4 separate regions of the Mus musculus genome follow, and all the other regions are linked to region 1. Evidence: chromatin contacts called from public Hi-C and promoter capture Hi-C data. All regions are on one chromosome and are shown on one strand. Each heading gives the region's core, a stretch centred on a gene start, on an enhancer-like site or on the middle of the called end of the contact. The rest is flanking DNA. Distances are from core to core; before and after follow the strand shown. Region 1 holds the start of Scyl3 (SCY1-like 3 (S. cerevisiae)). Region 2 holds the start of Gas5 (growth arrest specific 5). Region 3 holds the start of Cenpl (centromere protein L). Region 4 holds the start of Pogk (pogo transposable element with KRAB domain).

Evidence for each region. A called contact is a pair of places that touch in the nucleus more often than the background predicts. Capture Hi-C pulls out chosen DNA fragments and counts their contacts.
Region 2: a promoter capture Hi-C map of liver shows a contact between it and region 1, with 5 times the contacts expected there. The contact joins the promoter of Gas5 here to the promoter of Scyl3 in region 1. A contact is called at or near these places in 3 of 39 promoter capture datasets (hippocampal neurons, liver and pre-B cells), 1 of 484 Hi-C or Micro-C datasets (CD4 T cells), 1 of 115 datasets of contacts at active chromatin or transcription factors (astrocytes) and 1 of 9 other capture datasets (liver).
Region 3: a promoter capture Hi-C map of liver shows a contact between it and region 1, with 4 times the contacts expected there. The contact joins the promoter of Cenpl here to the promoter of Scyl3 in region 1. A contact is called at or near these places in 3 of 39 promoter capture datasets (hippocampal neurons, liver and pre-B cells), 1 of 115 datasets of contacts at active chromatin or transcription factors (astrocytes) and 1 of 9 other capture datasets (liver).
Region 4: a Hi-C map of CD4 T cells shows a contact between it and region 1, with 4 times the contacts expected there. The contact joins the promoter of Pogk here to the promoter of Scyl3 in region 1. A contact is called at or near these places in 1 of 39 promoter capture datasets (liver) and 2 of 484 Hi-C or Micro-C datasets (CD4 T cells and liver).

What each region holds. Positions count from the first base shown.
Region 1 is chr1:163,928,201-163,931,611 of GRCm38.p6, reverse strand. Scyl3 (SCY1-like 3 (S. cerevisiae)) reads right to left here and starts at 1,847. Exons shown (of 14, transcript NM_028776.5): 1 at 1,426-1,847.
Region 2 is chr1:161,032,879-161,036,289 of GRCm38.p6, reverse strand. Gas5 (growth arrest specific 5) reads right to left here and starts at 1,689. Exons shown (of 11, transcript NR_166052.1): 1 at 1,571-1,689; 2 at 486-538; 3 at 276-307; 4 at 46-82. Zbtb37 (zinc finger and BTB domain containing 37) reads left to right here and starts at 1,441. Exons shown (of 5, transcript NM_001356489.1): 1 at 1,441-1,512; 2 at 2,006-2,202. LOC115487643 (a small nucleolar RNA gene) reads right to left here and starts at 896; the gene lies at 817-896. It overlaps LOC115487678 (a small nucleolar RNA gene), which reads right to left and starts at 440; the gene lies at 379-440. It also overlaps LOC115487638.
Region 3 is chr1:161,068,948-161,072,358 of GRCm38.p6, reverse strand. It overlaps Cenpl (centromere protein L), which reads right to left and starts at 1,592. Exons shown (of 5, transcript NM_001159930.2): 1 at 1,003-1,592. It overlaps Dars2 (aspartyl-tRNA synthetase 2 (mitochondrial)), which reads left to right and starts at 1,699. Exons shown (of 17, transcript NM_172644.4): 1 at 1,699-2,366; 2 at 3,180-3,279. The coding sequence starts at 2,243.
Region 4 is chr1:166,407,983-166,411,393 of GRCm38.p6, reverse strand. It overlaps Pogk (pogo transposable element with KRAB domain), which reads left to right and starts at 1,566. Exons shown (of 6, transcript NM_175170.4): 1 at 1,566-1,687; 2 at 2,063-2,396; 3 at 2,862-2,995. The coding sequence starts at 2,378.

The DNA.
Region 1 (3,411 bases), core at 598-3,097:
AGTATCTTCTTGGCAGAAAAACCAGTTTAATTTCGTTAGTCCTGAAGGGATACTGCGGTCACTGAGATTCATGAGCCACGCTGGCAAAAGGCAGGGGCAATGGGCATTTAGCTTACTGATTTCCAATAGCAGGCCAAATCCTTGTTGGAATATTGGCCCTTAGATTATCTATTAACCCTAACTCAATGTTATAAATACGAACATAATACCTTTAGATTTGCAAAAATACTAGGAAGCTACCAAAACCAGTCATTTTTCACAGTGATAAGTCGCCTATGACCCTAAGGAAGAGCACCTTTAAAAAGGCAAGGCTCAGTTTCTACCGAAGCGAATAGGATGCCCTGTACAGAGCCCCGCGCCCAACACAGCAGGGAAAGGGCGCCGAGGACTGGATTTGAGAACACACAAGGCGGTCACTCTGGTTCTCCCCACGCCTGTATCTAAGAGGCAGGACCGCTGGCACCAGCAGTGTTTTACAACCCTCAGGACGGAGCTGAAAGGAGCTTATGGAAATGCAAGACATAAGGAACACTCCCAACTCCACGGATTTTTTCTTGGTTTGGGAAGTAAGAAGGGGACTATGAAATAGTGCCAGGTAGCTTTGAAAGTCACACGAAGGTAGAAAAGGATATTCTAATATGGCATTTTTACTGACTATACCACTTATACTTTCTATAATGAAACGTCGAGTTGACAGTCTAGGATGTGACTGTACACTTTAATCTATCTATGTCTTCCATCCTTCTCATTTCTTTGGCTTCAGGCGAAGCTTCTGAAGGGTTCCATTTGGTTTGGGAGCAGCACCTTGCCTAGGTATTCAACCACATACCACGTGTGCTCTGGGGGAAGTATGTCCCTTAGTTCTCCCGACAGTAGAGACTCTCTTCGGTTCTAGTTCCCTTCGCTTCAAAGAGCCAAAGGTTATGACTTGCCCGAGAGTCCTAAGGATATGTACTCGTTGGCACTTAGATACTGGGTGACAAATCTTACCAGCGGCCCTGTCTCGGCCACGTATGTTCCCTGTCAGGAACTCAACCGCATTGTGCTAGCTGACAAGCAAAACATGTAGTCTCTGTGGACTAAAAGTACTCCGAGGTGTGACATCAGCTCAGAGCACACACATGTCCCCCAACCCAGCAGCAGCAGCGATCCCAGAACTCAGCAAAAGCGACCTTGGGAGATGTTGTTGTCTTTTCTACACGTGAAGCCCGGGGGCTGAGTGTGGACGCTCGTCGGGGACCCTGCACCGCGCGGCCTTCCCGCTGGACTCCAGGCCCGGTCTCTCGGCCCTCCACCGGCCTCGGCCGGCGGGGCTCACCCGAGACGCCAGGCACAGGGGCACCCCGAACTCCCCGGGGCAGCGCTCAACCGGCCGCCCCGGCTCGCTTCCCGCCCCGCCGTCCAGGCCGCACGGCTCCCGGTTACCTGCGGGCGGCGGGAGGAGGCTGGCGGCTCCGCTCCCTCTTGGCCCGCGGCTGGCTCCGACGCTCAGACCCCGGCTCCTCCACCCACAGACACCCCCGAGGACCCGGCTCCGGCGGCTCTCCGAGGGCCCGGAAGCGGCTCAACAGCCGGGCCTTCAGTTCCTCCGACGCCACCACCGAGGCGCGAACCCGGAACCGAGCTAGAGCGGCCGCACAGGTGCTGCGAGGGCGCGGGCCCGGGTAGGTGTGGGCGCCAGGGGAGCCTGCGCCGCACGCCTGTTCCCGGCAGCCGGCTCTGGCGGCAGGGAAGCCTCTCTGCGTGTGTCTTCAGCCCGACTGCAGGGGCATCCCGGTTTTCATGTTTGGGTTTTTAACCAGCCGCTTTTGAGTTCATTTCCGCCCGAATCCAAAATGGCCACCTCTGGCTTCAGACAAGTAAGGGGGCGGGGAGGAGGAGGAGAGGAGTTTGGGGCTGAGCCAGAACTTTTCCGGTTGTGACTGCCCCCTCAGCATCCTGGCCACCAGGATTGGCCTGCTGTCAGAGAAGATATGTATGTATGTATGTATGTATGTATGTATGTATGTATGTATGTATGTATGTATGTATGTATTTAGTGAAGTCAGAAATCATGGCGATTAACGCTTGAGACTTAATTAAGGCTTAAGGTTTCAGATGGAAAACCTGGAATCATAATTCAGCGAAATAGTACAATTAGAAGGAATGTCACGCAAGACCGGAGAGGACCGGACAGGAGGGAAGAAAGTGAAGAGGAGAAAAGGGGAAGGGAGGAGAGGGGAAATAAGGATGGGGGGGGGGTGTGTGGGAAAGGAACGGAGGAAGAGAAGACTACACCTGTGATAGAATTACCAGCTCCAATATCCGCTGACTTCTTGTTCTCTTCGAAAGTTCACCTTCGTTACAATAACCGAAGACTAAATGATCAACCCATTTGCGTGTGGGAGGTCGCAGCCAGCCTCTGCCTTCCTGGTAAAGAATGTAGATAAAGTAACATCAGCTACCACGTCCTGTAAGGCAAGTCAGAATGAGACCAGGATTGTCTTGATCAATTTATTTTGTGCCTTTCTTTTCCTGGAGGAGTAGAATTGAGCCACTTCAACCAGGGCAAGAAATCCACTGGGAGGATGATGCATTCCTGACTCACATCTATGCTGTATCGTTCGCTCTGGGTGCTTGCTCGCATTCTCATCCATTCTTTGATCACTAATCCTAGTCCAGCTGTGGATGGGATCCTGGGTAGCATGTAGCCTGTTTTCTCAAACACGATGGTCACCTACTCCTCTAAAATTAACACTAGAAGACAGTTCCCTGCTGCATGTGTAAGACATGATTGGAAGGGACACACTCAATACTTCTACCATCTACTCACTTCATTTATCCTGGTGTCACTCAGGTTTCTAAATAAACCATCTCTTACATCTCTGCATTAAGATTCCAGATATTTTTGAGGCCACGGGTTAACTTACACATCTTACCCTCAATAGGGTATGTCAGTCATTCTGTCCAGCGGACATTTGATTCTGTAGGAAAAAGGACCAGTATTGTACAGGCACACACAGATTCAGTTACCCCGCCTGGAGTTGGGTGACAGGTGATATTGCTCAGGTGGCACATGGACACGGGCTGGAGATAAGTAAGCTCTGCCCCTGGCTTGCAGTTCACTGATTAAGCCAGGCTCTCTGTCCAGGGAGCCCCAGAATCCACCTGCCTTTGCTTCCCCAGTGCTGGGCTTCCAGGCATAAGAACTTGGATTCTAATGATCAGACTGAGGTTCCAAGCACCTTACTGACTGAGCCATCTCCTAATGCCCCTCCCCACAAGATTACAGATTATTTGCATATGAGCCTTTGTGAAGATTTTGGGCTCACTAGATTCTTATGCCTTTCAGCCTATTTGACCTATTTTGAAGTTACTCATTTTGGCAATGAAAATTCACTTTTTAACATCCTTAAAAACACCATTAATCTG
Region 2 (3,411 bases), core at 440-2,939, 2.9 Mb after region 1:
GGTATTCCTTGTAATGGGACCACATGCACACACAAAATTGCTTACATTGCGCTCGCTCTGTTATCCAGCTTCCTGACGAGTCCTGGGGGGGGGGAATCTTTATGTAAAAACTGCTTACTCTGTAAGTAGCCCCCAAATCATTATTTTGTGTGCCTCAGTTATAATCATGGTGGTTTAAAGCTATCGTCACCCCAGCTGTCAAGAGTAGCAAATATGATGTCATCATTGTGGCACTGTCCTTTCAACCTAACTTCTCATTACTATTCAGTACTCACCTCGTAAGCCTTCATCCTCCTTTGCCACAGAACTGGAAATAAGAGATGTGAACAGTCAGTCCCCTTCTTCACGGAACTAAACCCTTTCCAGTAGCTGAATTAAAGCCTCAGAAAAGTGTTTTTCAGAAATCCCTTCTGTCCACTACTCTCATACCATCATGGGCTTTGTGGTCATTATGTTCTAGTCATGCCCCTCCCCCACTGAGTTACCTGGCTGTGAGATCCCACAAGATGTCCCATCACAGAGGTCCACACTGCCATTCCTAAGAAAAATGTTAATCTTTAGTAGTTCTACTTCCACAAAATGGACCTGTCTTACAAAGAACTCCGTCCACATAGGCACTGTTGAGTTGCACATATCCAGCAGTTACATATAAGTCTCTAATCCAGGTACTTCCCAAGAGCAATCGTCCTCTTTGTTAGTGACTAAGGCCTGCTGGCAATCTCTAGCAAAAGCCTTCATCCCATGGTGATCGCGAAAGAAACACCGCGTGGCTTCGCATTCCACCCCCGTTGAACCGTGCACGAGGTGACTCAGCATGCTCTGCCATCAGAATCGTTGGTATTCATCAACAAGCTCAGTTGTCCCTACCAACATAGCCTTCATCATAGCATGAACACGCATGCTGAGTCGTCTTTGTCTGGTGTCCAGACCAAAACCCAATGCTATTTTATGTCACAAATACACGCAGAACCAACCTCCTAAAGTTTCCAGCTTGTGCCCTGAACTAAGCTCACCGGCTGCGCCGGGAATCCCACCAGCTTCCAGTGCTTCAGCCTCCAAGGCCCGAAGCCATAACATACTCAGGAAATTGCATACCTGCTCAGAATGCCGCACAGCTCCGAAAGGCTGAGATGGCGGCTGAGTCGAGTATATAAGGTCTTCGTGACGTCAAGACGCAAAGCTGCTTGCTGCGTCCACTTAAACCCCGCCCCTCACACGCCCTCAGACTCCTCCTCAAGCCCCACCTTCTTCAGGCCCACAAAACTTTCCCTCTGGCCACGCCCCCGAGAGCCCGGAGGGCGGAGTTGCCGCGGGCACGATAGGCCCGCCCTCCGCCTCCCTGAGGAGTACAGGCTGAGGGGAGGGGGCTCCTGCAAGGAAAGCGCTGGGGGTGGGGCGGGGTGAGGGTGACTGATTTCCTTCCGGCACGTCGCTCGCTCCGGAGGAGGGGGCGGGGGGTTTCACTTCCGGGACGGTGTTCCGGCCCATTCCGGCCCATTTCCACCCCCGGAGGTAGGTGCTGCTCCTTGACTGGGCTCGTTCCCCGCACCCCCGCCCCGTTAGCTCATACCCGACGCTCCCGGGCCGCGTCTGGGTTGCAGCCAGCTCCTGCGGCGCTCAGTCGCTGCCCCACCTCCCCTCCCAGCACTCGGCGACCTTCCGCCCCTTTGGCTCCGGGCTGTCGAGCTCGCGGGCCCGCCCCCTTGGCGAGCCCCTCCCTCAGGACCCCGCGCGCGCGCCGGGGCCACACCCAGACACACCCCCGCCCCGGCAACCTCCGCCGCCCTAGACCGATCCCGGGGCGCCGCCCCCTTCCCGGTCCCGCGCCTCACCTGTGCGCCCGCAACTCCCTTGCCGCGGGGCTCTGCTCCTGTCGAGCTTCCCGGCATCTGTGCCACCTCCTCGCTTAGCCAGGTCCCCCTTTTCCCATGCTTCTTGACACTGATAGAGGCCTCCCCAGTACCCGACTGGCCAACCCCAGCGTTCCCGATTCTCCCTTTTACAGCTCTCGCCCCTTCAGTGCCGACGCTAGAGAAAGACTTTACTCCAGGGGCTTCCTCCTCACTGGGGAATCGCTGGAAAGAGCAAACAAAAAAGGCGCTGGTGTAGGCTCCAAAATAAACATCTGAATTCGTGATGGCATCGACAGAGGCACTTAATGGATTAAAAGTTTCAAAACAAACAATAACGCTTTGGAAAAAGGTCAGATTGGTTAAAGTTGCGTCTTGAAAGCCGTGTTTGCACTTACCTGTTTACTCAATAAGTGTATTGTAAATGCGAGGTGATAAAGTGAGCTTGTCCGGACTACTTCCTGGTGTGCTGTGTAGTCTCATAAATTTAGAGAAACATTGGATGCACGGTGAGCCTAAATCCTTGTGGTATACTGGAACTACCCTCAACTAATTAAGACTATTTGATGCAATTGCAGTCTTTGTGGTGTGAAATTTCAGGCTTTATTTTTGTCAGCAGCTGTGGGAAACCAACTTTCCCAGTCAAAGTAGCATCACCACTTTGGAATACCCAAGTTTCAAGTTTGTTGGGGAGAAAAAGTATTACTTAGTTTTTGCTAACTCTGGCAACTAGGCCACAAATTCTCTGCATGTGAATTGAATGCTGACAGGGCTGTGGAATGTTTCTCAGAGTCACCTCAGAGTCCCATATTCAAAAAGTGGGAGCTCAAACTGGTAAGCTTAAAAATATGGGCCTAATCGGGCATGGTAGTCAAACACCTCTAACACGAGCATTCTTTAATCTCAGCAGAAGCAGTCAGCTCTTTTTGAGTTAGAAACCAGATGGTCTACATAGTGAGTTCCAGGAATAGCCTGGGCTTCATAGACCCTGTCAAAAACAAATATCTGGTGGGTGGCTTAATTCTAGCATTCCTGGAGGTAGATCGCTAAGTTCCAGGCTAGTCTGGTCTACTGAGCAAGTTATAGGGCATCCAGAGCTATATAGAGGGACACTGTCTCATGGGGAAAAGTAGTGATAATAGCGACCATTCATGTAGGATATTAGACTTTATACCCAATCTGTATGTGTTTGATGCCCCTTCTTAGTGAACTCCTGTCTTTATTTTATATAGTCTACTAATAAAGTATGGGCATAGCTTGAATTTTTCGCAGTGTAGCAGTCACTTTTTTGTGTGTTAATTACATTTTACAGTGAAATCTAAAATACCTTGTACCAGGCTCGGCAGCTTACAGTAATCCTAGCACTTAGGAGGTAGGATCAGGAGTTTGAGGCCAGCCTTATTACTAACAAAACACCTGCTGGCAATTCTGTTTCTACATCCAAACATAAGGAAGATCTCTCTTTCTATATGAAGAATTCTTTTTTTCTCCCTGAGACAAGATTTCACTTATTTAGCCCATACTCATGATTCTCCTGCCTCTTCGGTTTTCCAAGCGCTAA
Region 3 (3,411 bases), core at 343-2,842, 2.9 Mb after region 1:
CTGCTGCTACCAGGAGAAGTTCCTTCGGCTCTTATGCCTGTGGAGGTCCCAGGCCAACTTCTGGAAGACATCTTTATCTTTACAGACACCCTTGGCCTTCTCATCAGAGCAGTATTGGGTTTGGCAGGAGAGCTCCTAGTCTTTTTTATTATTTTTGACTTTACAAATTCTTCCTGTCCATAGCAGCCATGCAGGTCCCACTTATCCGAACCCCTCTGTTAAAAATCTTCCATCAACTGAACTTTCCTTCAGAAGGCAGCGTCTTCCCTCTGCCACCACCTCCTCCCGTTCTTCTCCCCACTTGTTTGCTATTTAGATAGGAGTCTTCATCAGTTCTGTTTATACAGAATCTTTCTTTAAAGTAGGCTAACTAGTACAATAACTGCTAAGTATACATTACTTTTCAGGCATGTTTGTAAGCACTTAACAAAGATTAAGCCTTTAACGAATATTCTTTTGTTTGGGGGTGTTTTGTTTATATCGAGTGACAGTCTCTCTGTGTAGCCCAGGTTGGCCTAGAACTCACGGCAATTCTCTTGCCTCAGCCTCCCTAGTCCTGGGACATATCTGGTACTACTGTTCACTCCTCAAACGACCCTATTAGTAAGTACGCTGCTATGTTGCCAGGTGACTGGAGGGAAAGGTTCTACGAATTTCTCAATTCTTCGCCTCCTTTGACTCTTATGCCCGTGGCAAAGGGTCCTATCAGCCTCTTTCTAGTATCCACGGAACTATATCTCTCATCAAATTCTCTTGTACTCAGTTCCTAACACACAACTAAAACTCAGTAGTTTTTCTTGTGGTTAGTCCATGAAGAAAGTCCCTGAGTTAGTCACTGCAATATTGCCACAAAAGTCAACCCACTGCTCCCATACTAACGCTCACGTTGACGTTAGCTTCCGTTTGTACACATCTTAAATACACAAAAGCATTGCAAAGACAACAGTCACACAACAGAAAGAAATGCAGTACACGGCCAGTCGAGGACCCAAAAGCTCTTACCAAAACTATGTCGTAAAGACACTGTCATCCACTCCGGATTCACGAATCATCCTTCAAGTTTTGCTCCAAGACTACGTCGAGACGAAAGGTTTTGGTTTTTTAAGAAGAAGAAAGTGGCCAAAATGACTGCTTAAGAGAGAACCGAAGCAATCCCCGGTGAGTTCAGAAGAGACATCAGGAGTCCTGGAGTGAACCTAGCTTCCCTCAGGCTCGAGCAAGACCTGCGACTTCCCCCGGGAGAGACAGCTCGGCTTCCCAAGCTGCCCGGCTCTATGATCCTCGCTCTTCGGAAGCTGGCGCCGGCCCACGAAAAACAGGGAGTCCCCAAAGACCCTTCTCCGGAGCTCTCCGGGGATCAAAGGTAGACTTGAAAGTTCCGCTCGTCTAGGCGCTTTTCCACACACGCCACGCCCTCCAGTTTAAAATCATTTCCCGACTTGCCCTGCGGCCGACTCGGAAAGCCTCGCCTGTGGCCCTCCGATTTCACGTAACTGAAAGCAACTGAAGTCGTCATTTTAACTGAGGGCAAGGCTTGGAAGGCTTCAATCAATAGCCTCAAATTCCCAATCCCCTATTGCGCCGCGTTGTTCTTCCGTTTTCCAACCGGTGCGAAACTTTCCCGCATACTGCCGCCCACAATAAACATGGCGGAGGCGCCCTCGTCCTGATTGGCCGGAATCCTTGCGTAACTTTGGCGCTCGCCGGGCGTCAGAGGGACTGGCTTGTGGATGTGGTTTGTGTCTGGGTTTGAACCTCAGAGCTGTTTGGATTTGTTCGTCTTCACCTTTCAGGAAAATCCAGGATGGGCCGCCAGGTTTGGGAAAGTTGAAACACGAGGCTGCACCTCCTTATATTTCTGCTTATGCCCTGGTCACCTTCGAGATACGTGGGAATAAAGGGAGGACGCGCGCCTGGTGGCCGGCCTTCCGGCTGGGGCGCTCTGGCACTGGCGCTGCTGTTGAGGCATCTTCGGGGCTCAGCCTTGTTTAATTAAAGTGGGAACTGATGCACTGAAGGAAGCAAAGGCTTTCCCCCTACCCACTCACCTAAGGTCTCTGGAGACCTTGCAGGTCAATCTACTTTGTAGATACTAGAACGTTCAGCGGAGCAGGGTCTGGATGCATTTGCGTGGGAACTAGAATTTTAAGGGTTCCCAGGTATTCCGAAAACCGAGTTTTGAGCACCACCACACCTGCAGCGTGGGATTCGTGATTGTCTCTCCGGATCCCGGGACTTCAACATGTATCTTGGTTTTTGGTTAAGTCGTCTATGCAGGGGTTTATCCAGACCCATCGGGAAGACCATGCGGCCAATCTGGGGTTCTCTTTCCAGAAATCTGGCGTTGAGTTCACAAAGAATTCCAGGTGAAGGCAGCTACGAGCTTCCGCCTGTTTTTGACAGCTTGTTTCCCTGATTCTAACTGCATTTTAATACCAGGTCATTCATTCTCTTGATTAGTTATAATTAAGGTCCCCCCCTTGATTATAAAAAAAAAGTAGATAGCCTGTGTAGTGTATACTATTAGTAGAAAAACTAAAGTAATAATTTAAATAAAATCTTTTCTAATAGTTTATTGATTTACAAATGATTGTTATAAACTATACTTGTACTAAAGTTAAATACTAACTGCACTGTCAAGCAGGTAATTTCTAAAATTATATGTCACTTACCAAAATGGACAGCTACCATTTTATGTCCCTTCAAGTGCTAGTTTATGTACAAGGTTTAGATTTTTAAACAGAAGGCAAAATTTTCCTTTGGGGCAGTTATTTGCTTGGGCCTTGACACTTGTGCAGGTAAACACAATAGGGATATTGTATAATCTAGGCTATTTTATAAACTACATCAGACCTACAAGATGGCTCAGTGGCTTCAGGCACTTCCTGCCAAGCCTGAGTACCAGAGTTGACTCCCAAAACTCACACTGTGAATGGAAGAAGAGAACAGAATCCAACAAGTTGTCCTCTGACTTCCACAGGGGCACCGTGGCATGTGAGCCCACATACCTGTGGGTACGCACACATAAACACACACACACACATCTAATTTAAAATTTTTACAACTTCACCCATTGACCTGAAAGAGCTGATACATCATGAATGGAGAGTATTTTTAAAGAAAACTACAAACATTCTTACTGATGCCTTTTAAAGTGCTTTTTCCTTCTCTTCTTAAAGAATTCAGTAGCTTTGTTGCTCGGACCAACACATGTGGAGAGTTGCGTTCGTCCCACTTAGGCCAAGAAGTCACTCTGTGTGGATGGATTCAGTACCGCAGGTAAACTGAAGAAAATGGTTCAGGAATACATGGAGGTCGTTTTCCCAAATAGTTCCAACCTTTGCTAGTTTTTATCCAGGCAGAGAATAATATTTGCCACTTTTGTAATTTCTCGGAAGTCACTGCCTTTTC
Region 4 (3,411 bases), core at 317-2,816, 2.5 Mb before region 1:
TGTGTGTGTGTGTGTGTGTGTGTGTGTGTGTATGACTCTCAAAGACTAAAACTTAGCATTGCTTTTTTTCTTACTTCGGAACACATGTTCACCTTTGAGAGAAGGTGTCAACAATGGCCCAGCACCCTCTGCTCTCTTCCTGACAACCTTCTCACTTTTGCAATGGAAACTGCCATTTCCCTCAGCAAAGTTAAAAATGAGAATATCAATTAATTTAAGCCACCATTCCTGATTCTTAAAAAAATAAATAAATATATACATCAAAAGAGCTATCCATTAAAACAACAAAGGAATCCTAACCTTCTCTTTCAATATATCAATAATCTCTGTGCAGTGATTAAGCCATCATTGCTCTTTGCTCTTGTCAGCCATAACAACATTTCAAGAGTGAGTCTTCTGTGTCGTACTATATGTATTAAAAAGCACAGCTCATCTATGCCTTGGCATTTGTGCTTACACACACATTAGTGAACAGAAGCAATAAGTTTAAAGTAAAATGTTTAACAACAGCTTCTCCTGGGGGCTGTAAAGGCAGCTCGGGTGTTAAGTGCACTGCTCTTGAAGAGGATCAGAGCTTAGTTTCCAGCACCCCGATCAGGCAGCTCACAGCTACCTGTAACTCCAACACAGTGGTATCCCATGACTCTAGCCTTCAGGCATAAGCACATACCCATGCACATATTACTTAAAATAATATTTTGATTTTTAAAAACGATTCTTTTCTTAACCACAGGCTCTTGAACCCTCTCCTGAGCTGCCTCTGCTGCCGTGCTCCCCACCCCCACCTCTGCTTGCCCAGCCTTATTTAAGCAAGAATCCTAAGTCAGTTTAGCACATTTGTTATCTGATCACCCTGGTCTGCTTTCAACCAGAATCCAGTTTAGTGGGTTTAGCAAGAATCCCTCAATCTTTGATAATTCCTCTTAGTAATTATCCACACTCTTGACATCCACACCCCTTCCTCTCCTTGGCTATAAATCACCAACCCCCAAGTTGAACTCAATCTTTTAGTATTTTCAATAAGTATGAAGTGTGTGTGTGTGTGTGTGTGTGTGTGTGTGTGTGTGTGTGTGTGTGTGTGGTGTTTGTTTAAACAAGGTCCAAACAGATCTCCGACTGTAGAATCTTTTTCTGAAATAAGAAGATTTTCGAGGTCTCCTGGAACATGGTTGCTATATTCTCCACAGAGCTGTGGGCAAACAACTCGAAAAAACTTCTTCACACCTACTACGCCCAGGAAACTACATGCTTGGGAGTTAAAGGGCAATACTACAAAAATCTTCAAGTTCGCTTCTTGGTATGCTTGGATCAGCGTTCTGGACAGAACAAGAACGATGAGCCCGGTCACCCCTCCGCGCACAGAGCATTTCTGGATGCCTGAGCGGAAAGGCTGCGGTGTTCCTCCGAGCAAATGCCCACCTCGGCGGCCGCAAGTGAGCCAGCCACCGGGCTAACGCGGCTCGAAGCACCGAGGTCGCCGGAAGCGCCGCCGAGACCTGCTGACGTCACCGCCCCTAGCCCGCCCCTAACACCCTGGGCTCCGCCCACCCCTCCCCTCCCACCACGTGTCCTCGCTCCCTCCCGAGGGGCCGCGCTGGGGCGGCGGGAGCGGTGGAGACGATGGCGCGGTGAATGCCGGGCCACAGCCTTCGTCGCCCTTTGCGGCGACGCCGCCCGCTCGGCCGGGGTGAGTGCGCGCGGGCTGCGGGATCCGGGCGGCTCGTCCTCGAGGCCGGCGGAGGAGGCTGGGCCACGGTGGGGCGGGGGCCGCCGGTGGCAGTGTCGCCTCCGCCGCCGCCTTTGTTGCGGGCCGGCCGGGGAGGTAGGCGGCGTGGGCTGTCGCCGCCCCGCAGGTGGACCGAGGACCTTAGTGGTGGGCGGGGGTGGCGGGAGAGGGTTGGACAAGATGGCTGGAGCGGGCAAGGGCGGCGGCGAGCACCTTCGTGCCGGCCCCTCCCACCACCCGCCCCGCAGCTGGGCACAGGCCGCGGCCAAGTTCAGGTCCCGGGACTCCTGTGACCTCACGAGTGTTCCTACCTCCCCATGCCTCCACCCACCCCAGAAACATTGAAGAAGCTGACTCTGAACTCCGGGAAGATCCTTGCTTGGGAAGTCCCGGGAAATGGAGCTCACAGATGCACACTCTCTGCATACCCAGCAGCTGCCCGCAGTCTCTTCTGGGGAACCTCTTTGTACCAGCCTGAGGAGGCTTCGAATAGAGAGGATTTGCGACCCAGAGGCGAGGAGAAGTCCAGCCAGGTTTGGGTTGGCCTCTGCCACCCAGGCACGCCCCTCTCTGCATCATGGACTTGGCTTTGGGAGGTCCTTTGAGGCAGAAAAACTGTTAAGTTTCTGAAGTAGCTTGTGGACAGCGCCTATGAATCTGGAAAACCCAGGTGATAACTATTTTGGGCTAACTATTTAAATTTCCTATCTAGGCTGAGATACTTTGATGTGGTAGCAAATCAGCACCGCCCTCCTCTGGTCCTGATTCCGTGCTCAAACAGTCCTGGCAGTGGGAACTTCTGCCCATCACTGAGCTGTTTGAAACCTCTTCCCGGGATATTTACCCACTGTTCTAAGTTCTGCCCTTCTGCACAGAGGCTCTGTGAAAACTACTCTGGTCTCCGTGCCACAGGGGGCTCTTTAAATATTTGAAGTTAGCCAGATAAATTATCTGCCCTCAGCCTCTGTAATAATTAAATAAGCCAGCCACCTTTCTGAACCCCTTCCTTCCAGCTGGAAGCAGACAGTGCTTTGACCTAAACAGGTTTGTGTGTGTGTGTGTGTGTGTGCCTGAGCCGCCCTCTCACAGACTAGTTCCCACTGACACCTGATTGTCTGCTAACTCTTGAATGCAGAAATGGAGTCCCGGGCCTACCCTCTGAATTTGACCCTGAAAGAAGAGCAAAAGGAGGAAGAGGTTGAGATCCAAGAGTTGGAGGATGGCCCCATAGATATGCAGAAAGTACAAATCTGCTCAGAAGGCGCATGGGTAAGTAAAGTGTGAGCAGTCCAGCCTGAGAGCCAGGCTTGCTTTGGGGGTCTTCCTCCCGGAGCAGACATGGAAGTAAGAATAGCCCAGTCTCCTGTGTTTACATTCCTGAGAAAACAGCCTGGTGGCTTCAGAAGACAAATAATGGAGGAGGTGGTTAGAGGACAGGACTTCCGGCAGCAAGGCTGATTACAGGTCTCAGAAACTTGTCACTCTTTCAGTACCTGTTTCCCCTGTGCCTGACAATAGCACCATACGTATTACAGGCACCAAATTCATGGAAGACTTGGGTCATAGAGCTGGCATGAGAGGTGTATGTCTCCTAGGTGTGAGTGGAAGTGCCAGGCTCCACAGATTACACAGGTACAGGTGCAACCGTATTTAACACACACATTTATTTACAGTGTTACTAGAGA